Linked DNA regions of Mus musculus: regions 1 and 3 are each linked to region 2. The links are chromatin contacts, called in public Hi-C and promoter capture Hi-C maps. All regions are on one chromosome and are shown on one strand. The core of a region is the stretch at or near the end of the contact, and the rest is flanking DNA. Distances in the headings are between cores, read along the strand shown.

Region 1 (3,076 bases), core at 198-2,697, 160 kb before region 2:
TACATGGTGTGTCTCTTGTCATTCCTCTTCAGGCTACCTCCTCCTCTTTCGCCATCTCCAAGGCTTCCTCCCAACCAGCTCAGCCTTCTCAGCTGCATCCTTTCTTAGCTCCACCCCCATCCTCCTTTACAATCCTGTCTAAGCCTGATTTTCTATTTAGGGAAGCCTATTAGCTGCCCCCTTCCAAATCTCCCTTTGCAGCCTGTTTAAGCCCGATCTTCCAGTTAGGGGACCCCATTTACCCTTGAGAGCTGTTGTGTGAGCACCTCACACGCCAGGCTCTGTTTGTCTCTCGAGGAACAAAACAGTGGACAAGGACAGCCCTGCCCCCACCCCTCACCGGCTCATTTCACGCCATAGAGGACACCAGCAGGACAGCACAGGTTGCTTTTCCCAATTTCATTGCAGAAGCCACAGGGCAATAAAGCTGTTAAGTAGATCCTGGAGCGCTTCACTTGAGAGTCAGCCTTTAATGGGGATGCTAGGTCCTGCAGCCAAACATGGAAGCTTCCCTGTTCTAAGCTTGATGCAAAAATGCCTGACCCCCAAGTGCAATGCAGAGAACAGGTGTCTGTGGATGCTCGGTCACAGCTCCGCCCCAAGGCTAAGGGACAGTCACAGGGGGAATGGTCAGAAAGAGCCAGGGGTAGAGAAGGACCGAAGCCAACCAGTGCCTTCTGGACATTATAGGACTGCCAGACTTGGAAGCTCCCAGAGGCTGTAATGGAAGGTTTTCCTCAGATTTCCAGTGCTTAATGTTTGCATGCAGTAGGTGCCCCATGAGCTCTGTTTATAAGTGAAATCCACCTCTCTTTCCTCAGACAGACCTCGTCCCTCCTCTACTCTCCACACTGCTTTAGAGCCACCCCATTCTGAGGGACAGGGATTTTTTTTTTGCAACACCCTATTTTGTAACAGAGGAAATTCAGATTCCAGCTGAACTGGAAGACCCCAGGTACAAGCTCAGTAGCACCCCGAGCCTTCCTGGTTGCCGTCTTAGCCTCCTCCTAGTATGCACCCAGGCCTGAGGCAGTGGTTCTTAAATCAAAGAGTGAGGCTTCCTAGCTGACTAGGAATACCAGCAGCGTGCTGCAGGACTCTGTGTATCAGGCATGTGTGTGTGTGTGTGTGTGTGTGTGTGTGTGTGTACTGGCAGGCAGAGGCAAGATCACAGCATTCATCAGATTTCCAAAGCTGTGGGGGCAGTGAACCACCTTAAGAATAACCAGCCCGCACTCTTTCTTTCTTCCTTTCTTGTCCTTTTGACAGACACAGATGCTGACACGCCGCTGCCTCACATCAAATCATCGCAATATCTGGTTTTGCGTGGAGCCAAGGGTTCTCGCCAGGACATCAGCTGTTGGCAGCCTCCATGGGTCTACCCCATGTTGGCTGCTTCAGTCCTATCCTGAAGAACCTGAATCCTAGAAGGAACAGAGGATCCAGCAAGTGCCTCCCTAGACAAGATAAATACCGGCTGCAACATAATCCCGGCACGAAGAATGAGGCTACTGTTGGAATCTCAAGGTTCATTTTTTTTTTTAATGGAATCATAGGGGCACACCCAGTTGGAATTCTGGTTTTCACAGTCTCTTTGCTTGTCAAACTTAATATCAAGGAAAATAAGCTAATTTGATTTGGCCAAGGCTCCTGCAATGTGGAATTGATATCAGAGGCAGTGACCTTTGATGTTTCATATAAACAGCGCTTTCCCCTGCTTTCCCCTGCTGTGGAATAATAAACAGCACCTTTCTCCCCGGTCCTCAGCACCAAAAGCAAGAACACAGGTCTCCGCTTGTGGCTCACGGAATTCACACAGGCAGCGTTTATTGGTTCAGTGCGTGGAACAGGGCTTGTCAATCGGCACTGGTGTTTAAAGCTGACAGTTCTCCACCCCGTGGGTGCTGGGTCCTGTGGACTGCTTGGTAGCATCCCCAGACTCCACCCTCTAGATGCCAGCAACAGCTTCACAGTTTGGATAGTTCCAAAGCATTCTAGACATTGGCAAATGTCCTCTGTCGAACAGGGTTTGTCCTTGGGAGATGTTCTGAGAACCATCAGCCTAGTAGCAGTAGAAATGTTGACTGTTTCCCTTTCTCTTCCCTCCAAACCTCACAGATCAGCAATGGCTAGAGCCTGGGGAGGAGGCTTTGTGAAACATCTCTGCTGAGCCCTCTTGCTCCCAAAGGCTGCAGACCTGCCTGGCAGTATGGGAGCCGTGAGGGGACAATCTTCAGTCGCTCTGAGTAAGGAGACAAACTTCTGTGGACTTCATGACAGTCCTTCTTAATTGATTTCCAGGTTTAGGAATTGCGTGGCCCCTGGGGTCTACACTCCCTGCTCTCTCTCCTCTAAGCTCCAGGATACCCGTGTCCAAGCTGAGCGAGGCAGGCTCAAGTCAATGATGCCTGTCTGTCTGTGGGAGGCTTGTCAAATCAGCTCATGAGAGTTGATGGCTGAGTCTTCAGGAATTCTGGGGGTTATTTGTAGACATGTCAGGAGCTTGACTCTCTCCCCAGTAAGAGCACAGCCAGGTGCTGTCTAATGGAGAGGACAGAATTAGAGAGAAAAAGCATCACTAAAAAAAAAAATAGAGTTGGTGTTGGGTGCTTCTCACACTGTCCCAGCACTAACACAGGTGCTGTAGCCTACCATGAAACTACGTATGTGCATCACTTGTGTCTACACACCAGTACATGTTAGCCTACTCTGGGTAGTTAGTTGTATTTAACCATGGAAAAGAGACAGTAAAAATGCTGGGAGTCAGGAATAATTTACATCTCTGGCTGCTACCGTCATGCCTGGGTTCTACTGTTAATGGCGCTGTCGGTGTGCTGTGCATATGGTGTTGTGTGTTTATACTCCACAAGTGGCAGATGCCGGGTATCAGTTTCCTGATGTCTCACCCCTGCTGGCCAATTAAGTGTTTATTGTCACAACAGCGATTCAAGTCCAGACTTGAAAGCAAAGGGGAGGGGACAGCGACTACTGTCTTTCCCATTTCCATTTCCTCTTGCTTCTTACTTAAGAAATTCCAGTTCTGTTTGGCCTGGCAAGGATTCCAGCCAAACAACTG
Region 2 (3,233 bases), core at 323-2,822:
CTTCACCTCACAACACATTTAGTTGCCCCAAAGGTCACCACTACTCTGCACATGAGCCCAGATTCTCTTGTACATAAGGTGGAGCCAAGCTTCAGATCCACATGCATGGCTCCACTTCTAACATTTTGTAGGTTCTAAACGGCAGGTATGGAGCCAGCTCCCCAAGAACACGGAACACAGACTCAGCCAGAAAGCGACTGCTCACTTCTGAACTGACTCCTGGAAATGGTAACTATACCAGCCACTGCCTCGGCTCCTAGACAGGCAAGAGGGACAGGGGGTGGGGTGGGACAAGCTTCCACAGTGAGTGGAGGCCCAGGTATCCTCAGGGCTGTGTTATGGTGGGGCATCACGTGACCACTCACATAGTTGCAACTCTTGAGATGCCCACACTTGTCCTTGCCTGTGTGTGTGGTGTGTGATGTGTGGTGTGTGGTGTGGTGTGTGTGTGTGTGTGTGTGTGTGTGTGTGTGTGTGTGTGTGTATGTGTGTGCACGCGCACGCACATGTGCACACTTTGGCCCTGGGGTATAACTCCCACCCAGGTACCTACCTTACCTTGACTCTGCCCTTTTTCTGATGGTGAAGTTAGCGACACAGGCATTGTTCTCGTCCTTTCTCTCTAGTCTCACTCACTAAAAACAATGATCATTTAAGAGACTCAAACTGAAGTGTAATTGCCTCCTAACAGTGTCAAGAAATGGGGCTTCAGGGCTGGAGACATGTACGGCTCCACTCGCTTGTTGCTTTTGCCAAGGATCCTGGTTTAGTTCCCAGCACCCGCATGGTGGCTCACAACCATCTGTGACTCCAGTTCCAGGGGATCTAATGCCCTCTTCTGACCTCTGTGGGCACCAGGCATACATGTGGTATACACACATACATGCAAGTAAACGCTCACACAAAAAATACATAAATAAATATGGCCTTTAAGAAGCCATCAGGTTGTGAGCTCAGCCTCTCTGCTCAGATTAAAGCCACCTTGAGAACAGACTAGGCACCAGGGGCGCTGGTTCTTTGTATGAGGATCGGTCCTTCTGTGTCTAACTTTCATTCTGTTTCCCCTTCTAGGGGACTGCACAGGAAGAGAGGCCCTCTAAACCTGTCTTTCTCTGTCTCTGGAATCATGAAGCAATCAATTTGTTTACATTATAGAATACCAAGTTGGTGGCATTCTGTTGGTGGCTCAACACAGACTAGGGCAGGAGCCCACGGCTATAACCCTTTCAAGTTCACATCCAAGTCCTCTCAGGCCAGAATACCATAGCATCTCTGCACTGGTAACCATGACCACAGCTGCTGTGTGTCCACCTTGGGGCCTGGGTACCCTGGCCCTGCTTCTTGTAGTGTCTGGTGCATCTCTAGTACCTTGGAGGGGCCTTCCACAAGCCATCACAGAAATCCCCTATTGTTTTACTCCAGACAAACCACCACTAAGTCATTTTGTGTCTTACTTCCACAGAGACTCAATCTCTGGGCACTGAGTGGCTTCGGGGCACACCCATCAAACCAGTTCTCCACCTTTAGCCCCGCCAGCTCCGCTGTTCCAGAAGGTTCTAGCAAGACTCTCGTATTGAGCCCTAAGGACAGACCCAGTGGGACCTGTCCCCACACTCCCAACCTTGTCAGCAGAAGCACTTTCCCCTTCTCTTTTAGTAAAAACCGACGGACCCCAAACTGCCTCCAAATAGAGTTCTAGATGGCCTGTTCTTGCCTGTCTGGAACTGGCTCAAGTTTGTCTGGCTTCCTGAGAGAGCCCAGCTCAGACATGCATCACAACCAGGATTAGGGATTTTCTTATTACTTTCTCAAAAAACAATAAGCCTATAACATGGGCAGGGAAAGTATTTCTTGCTGTTGTTTAAACAGAGAGGCTAAGCTTATATGGTCACGCAAGGGGCCTGATGGGGTCCCAGCTTCTTGGAAGTTTGATGCTTTCTCTTGCTTCCTAGTGCTAGCTTCTGTCTCCTCCGTTAGCATCCTGTTCTGCAACCCTGGCCTCTTTAGCTTGCATGACTCTCCCTGACCTGAGTTGCCTCATCTCTGTAAGAGAAGCTGGGGCTGGCCCACCTTCCTGAGACAGTTCCAGAGCTACATGGGAGAAGTCTGTGAACAGCCACGATGCTCGCTCGGCTCCCAGCATGCAGAGCCGGCTCTCCTACCCTCAGCTCCCAGGGAACGGGCCAGCACCGGTGACCTCTGAATGGCAGCTGAAACTCCACATTTCTTCTTTTGAGGAACAATCCTTGAACCCTAACTGGGCACTTTTAATGAGCAAGCACTGTAAAAATGCATCTAATTACACAGGGCTCTTGTCAGAATTGAACAACAATGACTATGACAGCTTTGGAAACTATGGAAAATGTAATCAATTATTACTGTCACCACAGGGCTGTCACTAGGTGGCATTAGAAGCCCCATAGTCACCCTGGCAGATTCTGTCCATTGGAGAATTCTCTATAAGGAGGTTCTAACTTATTTACACTCAGCATCCCCTGGATGCAGCAAGCATATTTGCTTACACGGGGGGCTCTTCAGGGCTCAGATGAGCACTGTCCCTTTTGCAGATGAGGGAACTGATGGTCAGAGAGGTGCTCCTATAGGTCTAGCATTGCCTGGAGTGGAATGAACAGCCCCTTCTTAGCAGCGTCCACGGTTACCTATGGGTTATCAAGCAATGACCACGAGTTAGGTCCATGCTCATCAAACCAGACTGTACTTTCAAAGCGACATGATAAGTTCAGTTATGACCCAGGGCCCAGAGGTGTGCAGCCAGGCCCGGTAGAGAAATCTGATCCCACTTGTATCCCTGTGACTGCAGCAAGGCCAAAGATAGGCTTAGAAAGAGGCTGCTTTGCAGACGTTGGTGCCCTCTACTGGTAGCATCAAGATAGGCAGCTTCAAGGGAGCCGGGAGCAGGCTAAACAAAATCAACATAGGACACGGGTAAGTAAGCATCCTCCATCGCGGACAGGAGGTATTCCGTATCTCCGTTTTGAAATTTTATTTTGGAAAGGCATAGATAATAAGATATCTTAGGGATGGGGTCCAAGCCTACACACAAAAGGATTTACTGATATTTTGGACACTTCACACACATGGATAGACAGATACTTTCAATAACATTGTGCACAAAACACAGTTTCCTGTGGAATTTCCCACTTCTGGTGTCAAAACTTAGAACAATTTATTCTTCCGATCTTTCCAGAAGTGGAAATCACACGCCATTACTT
Region 3 (2,795 bases), core at 186-2,685, 240 kb before region 2:
CCAGCGACATACTGTCTAAAACCCAAACAGTTTTTCTAATCTTCCCAGGCACAGTTATAACTGAGAGCTTTCTGAAATTTTCAAAAAAACAAAACAAAACAAAAAAACAAAACAAAACAAAAAAAAAACAAACAAAAAAAAAAAAGAAAGAAAAAAATGAAAGTATAGTAAGAGGACTCAGCATTCCTTAGGGAACCGAACCCTTAAATGGGCAGTGCTTTTAAGTCCCGACGGCAACACTCTCCATAGTAGATGGCTGCATTCGGGGGCAACGTGGTCAGTACCGATGTCACATAGTTAGCTTAACAGCAGTAAAAATACTGGCAACAATCTAAATGCTGATCAGCGGGGGTGGGGGTGGGGGGTTGTGGTAGGGGGGTGGGGCGGGGACTGGTCATGTGCGGCGGCGCTCATAGGGACAAGTTTGTTTTGTGAGTGTAAAACAAAGTAATGACAAGCAGCGAATGGGGGCCTCCCGCCCCGGGTTACAATAATAAGAATAAAACCTTTACCTATTAGGAGATATAACTCCAACTATTTACAGATAACATAATATGTTATCTGGTATTTGTTGAAAATAGTTTGGAGGAGGGGTGGAGTGGGTGAGAGTAGACCGGACTGACCAAGAAAGGACGTTTAGTGAAGCTGACAGATGGACTTTGGGGAATTTGCTCTCCTGTTCTGCAGACTTTTGTACGGGTTTGGCAAGTTTCCATAATAACATGTTTTGGACAGTGAAAAGAGCGGGACAGTTTTTAAAGAATGCCGCCGTTCCTGTGAAAGCAGGGACACAGCTTAGTGTACGCATGCACATGCTGCTTGCTGGTCCAGATGACCGTTTTGAGGACAGTCTGGAGTATGACAGAACCTATAACTTTTTAATATATTATTTTTTTTTCTTAAGCAGAATGAACTATAATGTGAGAAGTTACCTAAGAGCACTCTGGGCTGAGAATCTGGGTCAGGCTGCTGCTTCTTTCTGGACTGGAGTCAATAGTCCCTAATGTGGGCAAACTGCATACCCAAGGACCCAGATGGAAGTTTCTAGCCAGGATAATCAGAATATTAAAACTTCTGCATGCACACCACGATGCTGTAGATGCGAAAGGCATTTTTTTTCCCTCCCTAGGAAGAAACACTCTGAAGAGCCCAGGTGTGAGGTCCACTTCAGGCTCACAGTAGGCTCACTGCTCCTGGGGCCAGGGAAGCCAGAGCTCTGCCCCAGCTGTCTACCTCAATCAGATTCTCCAGATAATTGCTCTACTCCACCCGCCGCTTAGTATGCACGGACGACTCTCAAGCTGTGGGCTCCTTCCTCCCGGGATGAACTCAAAAGCTGACTCTGTCAATTTTGCAGGAGTTAATTTCTAGGGTGAGCGAGAGGCAGACCTTTGCAAGAGAAGTAAGGGACTTGGTGGGCTCGCATTTCATCATGCTCTTCCATAGAGGCACGTGGGAGCAGCAGATAGAGCCAACCCATGCATGAACCACATGCAGTCTAAAGGGTTAGGTTACTGTTTCTGTGTTCTGTTCAGCACAGCTTTGAGCTTTGCGGGGCTATGTGTCTAGCACCTTGACATCTATGAAGGCTGCACTTTTGTCTCACCAGTGAACCCCGTCCCTGTTAGGGATTCACATATGGTGCCCCAAAACCTCTCCAGGGCCCAGCGAGTTAAGACTAATGTAACTATCCGTGTGGGCTGAAAGCCATCATTCGAAGCAGATGCCTTCGGGAGCTAATGGCGAGGACTAGGCAGCGTCAAGAGAGACAGCATTTCCTCCATGTTACTTTATCTACCTTCCTTTGGTAACGACATTTTCTGTGCCCCAGTGGCTAACCACATGAATTTTAATGGAGACAGAGAGCCAATTTAGTGAAAAGGGATTAAAATTTTGTGAAATATCACTTAGAGAGGAGCTGGTGATTTTTGCATCTGGGTAGCCAAAGGTCACAGGTGCCTTATTCACTTTCCAGTTGACGATTAAGATCGTGGTGCCACCTTTGTGGGAAGAGTCAGGGTTAAGCCACTGTTTGGCCTCTGGGACACACATATTGAGGGACTAAAGGGCTTGTCTTGCTTTGATGACTCCATCATGAAATGGTAAGATGCCTTTGCTTTGCGGGGAAGGGTTTGCATCCTGGCCCCAGTGATTATGATATGTGCTAATATAGTCTAAGTGTGTGCCACGGCTGTATTTCACTCACGTGTTTATGCATGTAACCGTCATAGTGGACTTGGAAGGAGGAGTTGCTTCATTCCCAGTTTTCTGATGAAGCGGCAGATGAAGAATTCTGCCAGGGTCATGCTGTCAGCTGTGTATTGGGACCATGGAGAGCTGGTTCTTGAAGCTCTGCTAAATCTGCCAGAGAAATAGAGAAGTGAAGAACACTCTCATGTTGTTCCATCTTGCCTCGAAGCCCTGCCAGCCAGCCCTTCATTTAGTTCTATTTATAGAAACACAATTCAAACTGCTTTAGGAAAGAGGCCGTAATTAAAAAGCAAAGGCAAACTCAGACTGCAGACATGGCATCTCTAGGACTTAGCTCTCCTAGGAAACAGTTTCCATGTCCAAGGGAAGGGGATGCTAGGATTGGCTTGGGCTGGACCATCCTGGGGAACCCAACCTTTATGAACTGTGAAGAGGACAAGAGAGCAAGAGGGTGTTCAAATGGACAGAATCAAGGTATCGCTAACCAGAAAAGACAGCAGGCCTGGGTGGCAGTGGACGTTTGTGACCTTATTCAAAGTGGGTCAGTGGAGCACCACAGATGTGAACAGCTTGATCCACATGCT

What was found. Promoter capture Hi-C pulls out the DNA fragments that hold promoters and counts their contacts. A called contact is a pair of places that touch in the nucleus more often than the background predicts.
Region 1: a Hi-C map of embryonic fibroblasts shows a contact between it and region 2, with 5 times the contacts expected there. The contact joins two enhancer-like sites. A contact is called at or near these places in 15 of 484 Hi-C or Micro-C datasets (the C2C12 cell line, cardiomyocytes, cerebellar granule neurons and 9 more), 2 of 115 datasets of contacts at active chromatin or transcription factors (astrocytes and embryonic stem cells) and 1 of 9 other capture datasets (embryonic stem cells).
Region 3: a promoter capture Hi-C map of embryonic stem cells shows a contact between it and region 2, with 3 times the contacts expected there. The contact joins two enhancer-like sites. A contact is called at or near these places in 4 of 39 promoter capture datasets (cranial neural crest, embryonic stem cells, hippocampal neurons and 1 more), 1 of 484 Hi-C or Micro-C datasets (uterus) and 1 of 9 other capture datasets (embryonic stem cells).

The regions. Positions count from the first base shown.
Region 1 is chr13:53,600,709-53,603,784 of GRCm38.p6, forward strand. No RefSeq gene overlaps it. Among named protein-coding and RNA genes, the nearest start is that of 9530014B07Rik, 37 kb to the right of the region's middle. Within about 2 kb of position 1,448, at least 4 of the 459 cell types and tissues checked have an H3K27ac peak or open chromatin away from gene starts, as enhancers often do.
Region 2 is chr13:53,762,204-53,765,436 of GRCm38.p6, forward strand. The region is part of intron 3 of Gm34439 (a long non-coding RNA gene); the gene reads right to left. Among named protein-coding and RNA genes, the nearest start is that of Gm34439, 24 kb to the right of the region's middle. Within about 2 kb of position 1,573, at least 3 of the 459 cell types and tissues checked have an H3K27ac peak or open chromatin away from gene starts, as enhancers often do.
Region 3 is chr13:53,519,231-53,522,025 of GRCm38.p6, forward strand. It overlaps Gm34022 (a long non-coding RNA gene), which reads right to left. Exons shown (of 5, transcript XR_382400.3): 3 at 2,207-2,361. Among named protein-coding and RNA genes, the nearest start is that of Gm34022, 13 kb to the right of the region's middle. Within about 2 kb of position 1,436, at least 7 of the 459 cell types and tissues checked have an H3K27ac peak or open chromatin away from gene starts, as enhancers often do.